Regions from separate parts of the Anas platyrhynchos genome. Here region 1 is linked to region 2. The links are chromatin contacts, called in public Hi-C maps. All regions are on one chromosome and are shown on one strand. Each heading gives the region's core, a stretch centred on a gene start, on an enhancer-like site or on the middle of the called end of the contact. The rest is flanking DNA. Distances are from core to core; before and after follow the strand shown.

The links. Hi-C and Micro-C count contacts between places; a contact is called where the count stands out from the background.
Region 1: a contact with region 2 is called in a Hi-C map of F5 follicle, with 2.1 times the contacts expected there. The contact joins two enhancer-like sites. A contact is called at or near these places in 3 of 8 Hi-C or Micro-C datasets (F5 follicle, skeletal muscle and subcutaneous adipose tissue).

The regions. Positions count from the first base shown.
Region 1 is chr1:32,772,608-32,779,354 of IASCAAS_PekinDuck_T2T, forward strand. It overlaps SLC38A1 (solute carrier family 38 member 1), which reads right to left. Exons shown (of 16, transcript XM_027456755.3): 2 at 1,144-1,356. The coding sequence starts at 1,262. Among named protein-coding and RNA genes, the nearest start is that of SLC38A1, 6.4 kb to the right of the region's middle. Within about 2 kb of position 4,259, at least 2 of the 8 cell types and tissues checked have an H3K27ac peak or open chromatin away from gene starts, as enhancers often do. A contact at or near this core is called in F5 follicle, where this site is marked.
Region 2 is chr1:32,733,000-32,740,353 of IASCAAS_PekinDuck_T2T, forward strand. No RefSeq gene overlaps it. Among named protein-coding and RNA genes, the nearest start is that of SCAF11, 19 kb to the left of the region's middle. Within about 2 kb of position 2,367, at least 3 of the 8 cell types and tissues checked have an H3K27ac peak or open chromatin away from gene starts, as enhancers often do. A contact at or near this core is called in F5 follicle, where this site is marked.

The sequences.
Region 1 (6,747 bases), core at 3,009-5,508, 42 kb after region 2:
TACCTGTGGCACCAGCCAAGAGCTCAGCCACCCCTCCTCCTGTCAAGGACATCAATCCTCAGCAGGCTCCGGGGCGCTCCTCCACCGCTGTCAGCTCCTGAGCTCTGGGGGAGCCAGCAGGAAAGTCAGCAGGTTCATACAGGAATTGTTTTGTTTTGGCACAGTCAGAGGGGTTTTTTCTCTTGCTCTCACTTTTTTTTTTTTTTTTTAACAGAAGTGGTTTGCGTTTTGCCCTGGCACTTTCCATCAAAGCAGTTGCATCAGAAAATTCCTGACCAGCCCTCACCTCCACCAGCGCAGCTGCGCTGTGGTCGCAGCACTGCAGGGTGCAGCTGGCGGTTGCCCCAGGACTTCCCCGGCCAGGCTGGCTCCAGCCCTGCCCCCTGGGGCTCAGCACTTCAGCAGGAACCTTGGTCAGAAAACAGCTTTGTGCTCTACAGCTTGCAAAACCCAGCCGGGGCATGGCAGCAGATCTCAACACCTGTTGGATGCTAGTGCCCAGCGGAGACACCTGGCAGATGTGCCATCACATCCCTGTAAATGACTATCCTGTAGGAAACTCAATGGCCAGTTTTCACCCGAACTGATAAAGAGCTGCGGTCCTCAGGTGGACACGAGTTAGATGCAGGTCTCTGACCAGCCCCTTGCTCTCCCTGCCTTGGGGACAGATACTGCTGCCTGGTCCATCCCACCCCGTAGTGAACAGTGAGTGCCAGCCGCACATGCCACAAGCCTGGGGCCAGGGATGTGGCCAGGCAGGTTACAACTGTCACAGCAGAGACCGAAGGTCAACAAAGTGATCTGCCCCCTGCTATTCTCTTGGTCGAATTGCATTTATTATTATTACTTCTCCACTGTATGCGAGTTGAGGTCCCAGAATGTTGGCTTTTTGCTACATTATATGTTTGTGCATTTTATTAGACTAATTTGAAAGATTCGAAACGATGAATAAATTGCCACTCTGTTTGCTTTATCTGCTGTTGCAGCCTATGCCCAACAGATGTCACATATGAAATTCAAATTACATCTTCAAATGGAGCATGACTTGGTGATGAATAATTCAAAACATATACTGAAAATTAGAATGCTGTTTTTAAACAGTGTGTTTCTTAGCGCAGGCAGCGTCAGTGGAAAAATACTCACCTATTTATCTGGCCATTTTCCACCTCTGTGAAATCATTTGAATCATTGCTGATGTTATCATCTTCGGGGACAGTCATATTCTGCAATTCAGTCAGTTCTAATCCAGCTTTGAATGGCATCCTGGGCGAGGAACTGTACGTATCCAACTGTTTCTCGAAATGTTAGTGTTTGGTTGAGGTCTGGTGGGTAATCTGCAGCCACAGTGTCAGTGACCTAGGTGAAACAGAAAAAGCCCAAAATGTATGTGCACACCAGCAGCAGGCAATATGACCAGGAGAATGCAGTGACACCTGGACAAGAGGGACCATGCTACCAACCAATTTGATATTATTAGAAGCACTTGAGGCTGCAACATAAATGCATTGCAGAAGAATAGTGATGTTAAACTCCTCAATGAGATCCTTACAAAATTACTCAGTCCTGACCTTACAAATTTACCCAGTCCCGCAACCGATTACTGAGGATGGTACTGGTAGATATAAATTGGTGAGCAAACCAATTCTGTTTGTTTCAGAAGAAAGAGACTCACAACCTACAAATTAAGGAATAAAAATAAAATGGTTTGCTTGCCCAAGGCCCATTTAGTTACTCTGTGTTCATCTTCTGTATGTTCTCGCTGTTGCCTTTTACTTAAAAATATAAAATACCTCACTTCTGTGCCGCTGCTAAGTGGAGAAACAGAGGGACAGAGTTATCACAGTGCTCTCCTCTGCTGCTATCTGTACTCCAGGTAGTTGAATGTATGAAGTTTTTTTTTTTTTTTTTTGGTAAAGAAGATTTACAAAGGATACTCTGTGTATGGATGAACTTATGCTGAACAGGGACAGAAACAGGTCTCTAAGCTTACACCTCATACGTAGAAAGAATAACGTACCGCTTGTGCCAAGCAATTATTATTTAGAGATCAGGAGGTCTCTCCACTGACAGATGCATTGCATAAAAGCAAAAACACCAAAGGCAGATCAAGCGAGGCTGCTACAGACACATTTCCTTGTCAGAAATGCAAATCAACTGAAAGACCAACGTTTTCCGGAGCCTGACCACTCTCAGCTGAACAACAACTCCTGCATGATGCTGAGGCACTGGATTGTTATTCAGAAACCAGCTCCCGCACCACAGCTCTCTTAATTCCCATTTTGTGAATGAATGGTTTGCCCGACTGCCAAACAATGATTTGCAATTCACCCTGGGGTACATGGGGAATGCTCACATACCAGATCCATTTGGGGATATTTTCTCAAACCCTCAGAGCTACCTCAAAACCGTCAAACTACTCACAGGCAACCACGGAAGCAAGAGCATCCCCAACTAACTTTACAGGACCCGATGCTTTGGGCTGGCTTATGCCACCTCCCCAGCGCACGGAGGAGGCCTTTGCAAAGGGGCCCGTTTCCCTGTAAGTGGTTTCTCAGAAATAATTTCATCTTGAAGTTCAGGTGTGCTCTTAGAAAAGCCCATGCTGCCCCAGCGCACCAGGGGTAGAGCCGGGGCAGCTCCATGGGATCAGGGCCTGTCCTCCTGGGTGCTTCCATGGCAGCACACTGCTGACAAACGGCTGCAGGCTGGCAAACAGGGGGTGGCTCTGGCGGTGACATTCTGGAACAGTCTTCCCAGAGGCATAAAACAGTCTACCTATTTTGGAAGGGAAGCGTGATCTTTTTCTGAAAGGATAAAGCCATAGGAGGCAGTGGCTGCTGAGGTAGCAAGGGCCGAGCACACTGCATCCTGAAGCTTCTTGTGACCGTGAGCTCCTAAAATAAACAATGCCTTAATAGAAGTGGCAGTGTCTGTGCCGAGATCTGTATCTGCTGACATTTTTAAAGCTATGCAGAGACTCCTCTGAAATTCAAGCAGTACAACTTTCCCTTTGGGGGCTGTTTTGCATCTCGGTCCCCCAAGAGGATTTTCCCAATCGCCCTGCCGCTGCCTGTGTGCTTAAGAAATTCCACACTGAGCATGTTCAAAAACAGGTGCTGAAATTCACCCTTCTGTGAGGTAAACAGTGTGCTGGAAAGCAGTCTGCACAGCTCATTGACGTGCAGCTCCTGCTTCTCCTTTCTGCTGTGGTGCAGCTGAAACGCTGGGGCTGGACCGACAGGAGTGGCTCGTTGGTTCATTTGCATGGCATCTTTGCAATGCAAAAGTAATGACTTTTTGTTTGTTTGTTTGTTTGTTTGTTTGTTTGAACTAAGGCTCAGATTCGACACACACACACACACACACACAAAAAAGGATTGAATGAAGATGCAGCAAAATGCTAGTGCAACCGAAGCCAGCTGAAACATTAGCAACAACTTCAGCAGATTCCAGATTTCAGACAGATGAGTGGCTCCTGCAACAGCGTGACAGTGTTTTGGAGCCTGTACTAGGTTCTCGCTAAGTTAAGGGAATTACTTAAACAAAACAAAACCCTGAAACCAAAAACACTGTTGAACAAAATAATTCATTGCACTTTCAAGTATGAGAACACTTGATCTCAGTGCCAAAACATGAGGGCAGCGAAGAGAGAACCACGGGGCTGGGGACTGAAACTGTCACGGGGCGTGAACTCACTGCAAGCCTTTGGCGAAGGATAACCACACCATCCCTGGCACCTCCATCTGTAAAGCTGGGATGACAATAGCAACAATACTGCTCAGTCTGTGAAGTGCTCACAGGTTCAGAGAGAAAGGTGATATGTGTGATATCTGGAAAAAAACTCTAAGCAAACCGCCACAATTTTGCAAAGATAACTTTCCTTAGATATATACAGTGCAAATCCTTTGTCAGAGCTAACCACCCTACGCCCCCTCAGCAGTCAGCAGAGTACTACAAGTGGCTGCAGGAATTTCACCCCCAAAACTCCCATTTTACATTGCAGGCTTTATTTTGCTCATTGTGACGATCAGCGCACAGGTCCCAAACAACACTGACAGTCCCCCAGGGTCAGGGTTCACATCAGCCGGGTTTTCTCCCCACGTGCTGCCCATCAGCTTTGGGCACTGCCAGACGACAACTTGCCCAGCCATGCTGAGCTGGAAAGGCAGAGGGAAGGAAGCAAGCTGTGCCTCTGGTGTAGGTGCCAGTGATGCTGTGGGAAGGAAAAAGAAAAGCTTCAACTAGTCAGGGTCACTATATGTTGATTCTGAGCTGTACTTGAAGAAGGATGTTTTTTTACCCGAAGGCCTTTTCATTCAAGCAATGTCATAAGATAAAAGAAAATAAAAACGTTATCTTGGCAAAAAAAATCCTTGACTGAGCTTGATTATTTAATATGAATTAAAAATAATCTGAAGAGTGGCTGCAGCAATCCCACTGTGCTTGCTACTCTGACCATCGTTAAACTTCCCAAACAGAGAAGTTTCAGATACTTGCAGTCAAACCAGACAGTCTCCAGACACACAGAATAAATCAGCAAGAAAAAAAAAAACAACAAAAACAAAACAAGAATTCTGCCCTTACTTCAAACTTTCCCACTCACATGGGCAAATAGTTCACTGAAGTATGAATTGCCCTGAGAGAAAACCAGAAAAGGCTAAAGTCACTTCTAAAGGAAGCTCAAAGGTCTGTGTTTGGTAGCTGATTCAGGCCCTCAGTTCAGTAGAAAAAGCTCTGCAGTGGCCTATGAGCTTGGATTTCTCTTTAGACATCCCATGACATGTCCTGTAAAAACCATTATGGATAATTTACTCATCGTGTGCTCCTTGCAGAAAATGGGAAAGATTACAACTGGTCACAGACTTCAGGAGGAGGACAGTGAGATGACACAAGAAGATAAAACAAGTTTATTTTCCTCAAGGACATGGAGACCTTTACAAGCCATTAAAGCACATTCCAAGAGCTGGGCTCCCTTCTCTGTTTCCTTCTGAAATATCAAAAGAAAAAAACAAATCCTGCTACTCCACTCTTCTGGACTGTCAAAGTTCCACAACAGTAGAAACAGGCTCAAAAAGTTTGTATTTGAAAAAATATGGTCATGCAGACAATCTAACTTAATTCTTCTCCTGACTCGGGCATGAACCCTTTCTAGGCAGTACCTGGAAGAGCTGTATTATCAGAAAACCCTTTGTTAGAAGCAGGATATTTAACAGTAATATCACTACTGGTGGTAATGGTGATGCTGTAACTTACAGGTATTTGTTGTCATACCCTGCAAATGCCATCACTCAAAAAGTGCCATCTTAGGACACATGGCTGCCCAGAAGCTGCCCAGCTATGTGGCAGGGTTTGGGAAGGGCCAGACACCATCTTGCCTATCTCTGGGTATGGTTTTCATCACGTTGACTTGTACACTCACCGCACACTTCATTCATTGCACATTTCCCGCAGTCTTTGGGATGGCAAATATCCAAGACACACTAAGCAATTTTAAGCATGGAATTCAAGACAATTTACTTAAAAGCTGAAATATGACTCAACTTTCTGGCCGGAAGGGGTTTTGCCAATAGAACTCCCTCTTGTTCGGTTAGGAGGTATCAGAATCCAGCACCCGAGTTTCTCACACGCCGTTTCACTCCCGCAAAGACTGAGATATGATACATCTTTCTTTGCTCATACTGTTGAAAGTTCTTTCAAAGAAAAGCAACGTGACCGGTAAGACTCCATGGATATAAATAATGAAACGCCGAGCCTGAAACTCTGCGTACGGACTATTTGCTTAGATGACAAAAAGCAATAATAGGTTTTAGACGTAACAGTATCACGTTGAAAGGCTGAGAATCAACCACCTCCTTTCTGTGCAGCATTAGTGACACCTGACATCTGGAACATCAAGTTCCTGTTTTACTCCTAACCTATATGAAGGACAAAATGGAGAGATGAGAGAAGCGCCACTGAGATAACAAAAGAGCTTGGAAATTAAAGACTGACTCACATCCACTGAGCAAACATCTGAGCTGCTGAAAATGTCACTGCCTCCAGCTACTTGGTACTGCCCCTCTGCAGCCCTGGGAGTGGGAGGAAGGAAGCGGGTTCACCCCAGCCACCCTGGCTCGGGGGGGCCAAGGAGGTGCCAGCGTGCCCCTGAAACCAGCAGCAACCCCGTCAGGCCGTGGGGAATGAGGTTACCAAAAGCCCTCCCAGCTGCAGCAGCTGTTGGCTCGGTGACTACAAGCGGTCACCTTCCACATCCAGGCTCCTCTCGCACAGAGCCCTCCCAGCACGTGGAGAGGGAACAGTTAAAATAAAGAAGGTAGTGGTGAGAAACAAGCCAGTGAGAGGAGACTCGACAAGGAAGCTTGGAGAAGGATGCGATGAGAAAGGAGTGATGTGCACAGACGCAGATGCTCAGCCCTCCTCGGCGCTGTGACCTTGCTTCGCAACGGGAAAACGCTCCTGCTCTGCCCCATCGCGCTCTGTGCTGCCCTTCCAGGCTGCAGGAAGGAAGGGAAGAGTCCCCGAATTAAGTCTCGACAGGCTACTCAGCTGATCAAAGGCAGGCAAATCAGAAATCATAAAATCCTAGTCTGATTCACCCTGTGATTCATTACTTCAGGCAAAACACTTAAAGATGAGCCATAAAGGAAAATGGTTTTAAGTACATTTCTGTTCTGAGCCCTTCCCAGTCACTTTAGCGAAGGCATTTGGCAGAGGAATATAGTCACATTTTTTCCTAATTATATTTCT
Region 2 (7,354 bases), core at 1,117-3,616:
TGGTATTACAGGAGCCAGACTGTTGGCTGTCCCTCAAAAGCACGAAGGAAATGGCTGAAAAATGATGGCTTTATTATGGCATGAAAAGAGTGGGGTGGGTGACCAGTGGGACTGCCCACCCTAGCACCAGCACTGTGTGCCTGGCTGTGGTTTGGTGAGCTGGCCTGGCACATGCAGCACGTTACTTCTGCTCTTGCATGGGTCAGGAGCTAGGCTGGCGGCTGGGGAGCCAGCCCTGCCCATCCCGTCTGCTGTGAGATGTGGCCTGGGCACGTGGCCATGGCTGAAGCCTCAGGTCTGCACTGCCCCAGCGGGAATCCAGCTGTGGTCACACCAGCCTGGGGCAGGGAGAAGTGCATAAATTATTTTGTAAAAGCTCAGAAAATAAAAATTTTCAATAAAAAGGCAGAGGGAATGAACATTTTTAATAATAAACACAATGCACATTACCTGAGTTATTACAGTATTATTCATAATAAAATTATTATTATCACTAATATTATTAAAATGCATTCAAATTGTTCAGATTTTGACACCGAAATTCCAACCACAGGGCAGACGTTGAGTCAGACAGAAAATGACAGAAGTGTTAAAAAGGGAGATATAAATAACTGATTTATCTTACACTCTTCCTCTGCCCTCCTCTGGGCGCCCAAATGCAGAGCAGCAGCTTCCCTTGCCTGGGCAGCTCTGAGGAAGTGCTGGGTCTCCTGTCTGCACTTTCTTCCTTTGCAGCTTCTTTTGTGCCTCACTGCAGAATACACTTGAGCAGAGACTTCACCATCTCTGCTGCCTGTGCATTGGAGGCACTTTGAGATTCTGTGCTGAGAAATAACGGTATGAAATGCTGAGATAAAAGGGTAACACGTTACTGAAAATGAAAGCGTGACTCATCAAGGGATTATATTTTAATGCAAAGCTTTCTGACCCTCTGTCAGTCCTTCCTTCCTTCAGCCAGTATTAAGGCTGCGTGTGCAAGGACCATTTTCCTTTTGCTCCCCTTCTAGGTTTCCCAGGTGACACACAGCTCACTGGAGCATCTCTTTACAGGGTCTACCAAACTCCTTTGGCTCTAAAGCAGCCGAGATAGAAGATAGTCCTTCTAAAAGCACCATCTGCTGACTTGAAACAGAAAAAGCAGGAGGCACCCACTGTCTTGCAGACTTGTTAAGGCCATAACAAGTAACAGGAGCAGGGCTGCTAAATGACAAGCACATATGAGAGTTGTAGTATGACTATTTTTTTCAGCTGTCAAAGCAAAACACCCAGTATCTATCTTATCCCAGACCTAACACCATGAAAAATGCTGAGAGTAGTGCTGAGGATTGCACTAGCCCCTAGTTTCCTTCCTGGCAAGGTGGTTTTGTTCCACAGGCCCATCCGCAGGAACTCGTACGCTGCAGTTTCTGCATGTTCAGATTCAAAATGACAGTGCAGGAAGAAACACTTCTGGTGACCTAGTTTAACCAGTGTTAAGAGCAGATGCATTTTCTATAGCATGCAGTGTTGCTGCAAAGCCTAGTGGGATAGTGCTGAAAGGCTGGTGTCCGTGCTGATTTGCCTCTCCATTGGGTAATTTGTCAGGGATTAGCCTGCGTGTGTAGGCCACAAGAAGAAAGTCCTGCAGCTGATGATTTTCTTCTACAGCTGACAGAATGTCTTGAGTTGGAAGGGAACCACAAGGATCATCGAGTCCAACTCCTGGGTCCCCAAAGGACCACCCCAAAATCAGACCATGTATCTGAGAGCGTTGTCCAGACACTTCTTGAACTGCAGCAGGCTCAGTGCCATGCCCACCGCCCTGGGCAGCCTGTCCCAGTGCCCGAGCACCCTGTGGGTGCAGACCCTTTCCCTAACCCCTCACCTGACCCTCCCCTGTCCCAGCTCCATGCCGTTCCCTCGGGTCCTGTCGCTGACCCCAGAGAGCAGAGCTCAGCGCCTGCCCCTGCGCTCCCCTTGTGAGGGAGCTGCAGGCCGCCATGAGGCCTCCCCTCAGCCTGCTCTGCTCTGGGCTGAGCAAACCAAGGGACCTCATCTGCTCCTCATACATCTTGCCCTCTAGGCCCTTCACTATTTTTGCAGCCCTCCTTTGGACACTTTCTAACAGTTTTATATCTTTCTTTTACTGTGTTGCCCAAAACTGCACAGAATGCACACATTGTGGATAGCAGAGCAGGACCATCCCTTCCCTCTACCGACCGGCAATGCTGTGCTTGATGCACCCCAGGGTACGGTTGGCCCTTCAGCCGCCAGGGCACACTGCTGGCTCATGTTCAGCTTGCTGTCAACCAAAACCCTCCAGATCCCTTTCTGCGGGGCTCATATACAGCATCTTTTCCCCCAATCTGTACGTATATCCAAGGTTACCCCTTCCCAGGTACAGAATTGGGCACTTGCTCTTGTTAAACTCCATATTGTTGGTGATCATCCAGCTTTCCAACCTATCTAGATCTTTCTGCAAGGCCTCACCACCCTCAATGGAGTCATCAGCTCCTCCCAATTCAGTATCATCTGCAAGCTCCCGGAGCTCCTACAACTCCACTGTGGTGGTTTTCATTCCTTCCAATGTTCTCCTCAGCAGTACAACATGGGCATCCTTTGCTATTTGTTATCCTGCCTGTTGGTTGATTATCAACGTCTTTTACAGAGTCACTTTGAATAATATTTTTCATTTCATACCAAGGTCAGAATCAATAAAATATAAATCCTACAGCAGCAATAAAAGATAAAAAGTCTTAAAACCTACCTAACATTCCTATCAATCCCCCTCAAAGCAATTGACGTATATCTTAGTAGAGAAGCTTTGAGGAAGTTCTTCAGATTGTGCAAATCTAAAGCATTTAGCCTGATTGTATAAAACTAAGGCTGATTCCACTGACCACAGTGAACTTTAACCAGTTTGTAGCAGGCTGTGAACCTTGGAAAGTCTTTTGAAGTGATGTCTGGAAGTAATCTTTTGTGTATGTAATCAGTAAATTAGTCTGGTCCCTTTCAGTAGTATTCTTACCACTTTGTGGTGGCTCCCAGTGACCTTTGTGAAAAAAGCTCTGCCAACACAACATCTTTGTGGCTAAATTTTTTTGCTAGTAAAACACAACATTCTTAATGGCATCGTTGTTAACAGTTAATGAGCTCCTCATTCTCTGAAAACATACAGCATTTGTATATGGCTGTTGTACAGCTTATTGTAATTAGATTGTGGGTTCATCCTGATCTTCCTGAAGGTCCCTGGGACCAAATATTTGCTGGGCAGAGCAGTGGTGAGGACACGTGAAAACTCTTGCAGCTTTGAGACACAGGACTTCCCAAAGTTAGTACTTCCCCAGCAAGGTAGCAGAGGTATTATGGACTCTGTGCTGGGACAGTGCTTCCTTTGGTGCACCTCTACAAAATACCAGGGTTGGAAACACTGCAGGTTCTTCTTGTGGGTAAGTGCCCTCGCCACCTCCGTCCCCATGTGAAAAGCACAGCTCTCGGAGCTGGCTTCAATGAATCCTGCTTTTTGTGGATGTTGTTTTCATTGCTCAGCTGTGCTAACCGCACTGTTTTCTCAGAGGTAGGTGGGAAGGTAAAGAGCATGTAGCAAGATTATTTTTTCTAGCTATTGGTTTTGACCTATTTTGTTTACTGGCATCTGGGCTGTTTGTAAATATCCAAATCAAAAAATGTCCAATTTTAGACGACAGTCCTGAGCCTAAGTGGTGTTCAGGTGCCCTCAAAGGAGGTATAGGTTATTTCTGCAGTAAACAGGACTAATGGTCTCTTGTGCTTGACAGAGGGTTGTAATGTAAATATGGCCATGTTCTAATTTGAATGAACTAATTTATAATTGATCTCCCTTTTTTAGTAAAATTTTCCCCAGAGAAGTCAAAGTGTCGCTGACTTGTTTGCCTGGTGAGCTGCGGTGCCACCCCACTTGCTTGGTACTTTAGCTGCCTGCCTGGGGGATGCAGACTTCATGGGGTGCACTTTCTGCTTGGCAGGGTTTGTGCTCTGCTCCATCACAAAGAGGAAGAGAGAAGAGCCGAGCTTGCCCCAGTGTACTCTGGAGCAGGCAGAGATGTGCAGGAGCACTGGGCAGCAGGAGGTAATTAGCTGGCAGGAAGGTGTCTGAGCACACTTCCCGCACACCGGAGACTTCTCTGCATCTTGGTGGGCCCTAACAGCCCCGTACAAAAGATTTCTGATCCTTGGCCCAGAGCAGAGGTGAGGATATTATCCCCTCTCTGGATTGTGTTGGTCCTGAACGTTATGGTCAGTGATCAGCAGGAAATAAACCCAAGTGAAGATGAAACATCTGCTTCTGTAGTGAGCCTAAGCTGGTGTTGAAGCCACCAACACAGCTAGGCCTCAGTTATTCAAGTTTTTTAACCAACCAAGTTTGATTTTTTGCCCCCAACCAGAGCTCTTTAAGAAATCAAGCCATTTCTGCATCTTTTAGCATCCCCAGTCCTGGGTTCTGTTTCATTAGCCGTGTGTTCTGGTTAAAATAATCTGCCTGTGTAAAGCAACGAGGTTGACCCTGTTTGTTCTGCCCGGAAAGATGCCAATTAGTGCTCCACTCGAGTCAAAATTTAACAAAGGCTTGAATGTTCCTGTGCCTGTTGCTCAACAAGATTGTTTATCAATTTACACGGAGGCCACACTGCCTTTTCAAAGTGCTGCTGGAAGGCTGCCAGCTGTAGTAAAAGAGACTGCTTTCATTGTTTAAATGCCACTGAATGCAAGAATGGCAGACTGATGCTTGTTTTCCTTTTATTTTATGATGATCTAATTGCCAGAGATATATAATTCCTTGTTATGGCAGGGAAGTTGTTTCTCCGGCATCTGGTACTTCTCTGATTATTTACAAACGGTATCTGAAAATTAATAGGAGACCCAGCTTTCATGTAAAAATCCTAGTGGGAGCTGTTGTCTGCACAAAGCCCGAGGAGGCTTCAGAGTGTGCAAGAACCGCCTTTGTCAGAGAACGAACATATAATTTTTTTTTTTTTTTTTTTTTACATCCAAGGAAATTACAGGCTTTAGTTAGGGTTTCAAGAAATGTGTTCTACAAATGTTGTAGCATCTGTATGCTGCTGTTTTTACTGCAGTCGTTGTACGGGTCATTAATCTGATCTCACGTCGTAAAAATTTCTCCACCCTCTTTATGACTTTCTTTGTTATCATAACACTTTCCAATACCTTGGCACCTAGCTCTGCTCTGCTCCAGTATAATTACCCAGGGCAGAACAACACTTTTTTATACTTGACATGTTCGTCTCCTTCGGCAAAGCCGCTGAGCACCATGTTCACCACATTTCTGTGGTGGGCTGAGCATCCAAGAACGTGGCTGGGGCTCCGCAGAGCTGGTCCCGGAGGCTAGGGAGACATTTGGCCAACAGACCCTTCGTGCTCTGGGCCATGTGTGAAAACTTGGCAGCATGAGGCTCATGCCTCATCCTCCTCCCACCTCTTGCTTGTGGATGGAAATGGGTTGGGTGACGGCCACGATGCTGTGGTGGTGATAGTGGTGGATGTGGGAGCAGACCACAGAGGGAGAAAATTATCTGTGTGCTCTGCAGTGCAGCAGGGACAAGTACCCTCCATGTGAGCCTTTGGAGAGCCCACCTGCGTGGACACATCCTCATCAGATGCTCACCAGCTCCTCTGCAGCCCCCAAAGCTCAGGACGGGATGCTGATGGCCGCGTGAGCAGTGAACAGAGGTGAGAGCAGTTTCCATAGAAACACAGGGAGAAGGATGAAGCAGCACATCGGAGGCGAACACAGTCTGATGGAGCATTTTGGAGAAAAACATCCAGCTCTGGTGAAGAGACTAGGTTGTACCCCATCCTGCATCAGCACACATGGTTTGAAGGCTGTGGTGAGACCCCCAGACAAACACTGTACCTGTGAGGCACAGGTTTGGTCATTGTGAGTCTCAGGAGCAGAACTGAGAGGGTGTGTGCCTGCAAGGAGCCCCTAGCTGTGCTCTTCTGCCTGTCTTCAGTTGGAGAGCAGAGGGGAAACCACATCTGATGCTACTGCAACTAGTACGTAGCTTTCATCTTTGCAATTGCTGCCAAACATCTCTGCACAAAGCTTGTTGCCATCCAATGCTGTGTGGCTAACGAGAAGCTGCAAAGGGAAGGGATGAGCAACCCAAGCTATCTTAGAATCATCTAGGTCAGAGAAGATCTTCAAGGTCATCAATCCATCAAACCTGACCTACTGAGTCCCATCACTAAACCATGTCCCTTAGTGCCATGTCAACAAATCTCCTAAATACCTCCGGTTGGGACCCCATCACTTCCCTGGGCATCGTATTCCAATGCTTGAACACCCTCTCTGTGAAGAAATTCTTTTTGATATCCAATCTAAACCTGCCCTGGCACAACTTGAGGCTGTCTTGGGTGAGGCAAGGTGGCAGCAGCTCTGCCTGGGCTGCAGGGCCAGTCTGTAATAGGTGGTAGTGGGACAGGGCAGGCCTGTGGCCACAGCATGAGCAATCCCTTGGCTGCTTTATGCCTAACGCTCACCATGGTGGCATCTGAGCACCTTCAGGTGGCCTCAAAGCGTGGTTAAATTCATCATGTGTGTTATTTCACACACTGAAATTTTGTTCTGCCTGTGGCAGATTGGGTGGTCAGAAACATGGTGTGCTTATGTGTGTGCTACACGTGTGTGCCCCGTCAGCAAGATGGGAGGTCACTGCCTTACTGGTTGGGGCAAAGTGATGAATGACCTTGCATCACATCACCCCTAGGGACATCCAGCGGTAACCCCAAATCCTTCCTTGACTGTTAGGATTGGTCTTTACATCTTTCCAATGGCCAAGGCAACCTGCCTTAGCAATTTGCTCCAGCTTTTGCAAAGTTTACACAAAGTGAGCCCTACTGGAAAATCAGCAGGTGTTGGGAAGAGCTGCTTTTAGGATATTACCTGAGTGCAGGTCCCCAGAGGTGTGCAGGAAGGAAGAGCTCACAGGAGCCTGTCATGAGCATGGTCAGTGCCTGGTGCTTCCACAGAGTACAGCCTGAAGTAATGCTCTCCACCAAAAACCAGCCAAACGTCACCAGCTTTTCCTAGCTGGCAGCAGAGCTTGCCAGCTGTGAGGCAAATACACTGCCAAAGGGCCACGACAGGCAGGGGAGGGGGCTGGAGCTGCACCCAGCCTCTGAGAAGAGGACACGAGGCTTCTGAGGAGGGGACGTGGCTCTTGGCCCCGGGTACCTTCTGGCTGTTTCTCTGGGGCAGGAGTGCCTGTGGGGCTGGGCCTGTGGCTACACCCCATAGACTTGGAGGCGGGCGGCAGCCAGGCAGGCAGTGCCGTCACCGCTGTGAGGCAGCTTTGATCTGCGGATGGGCTCACTG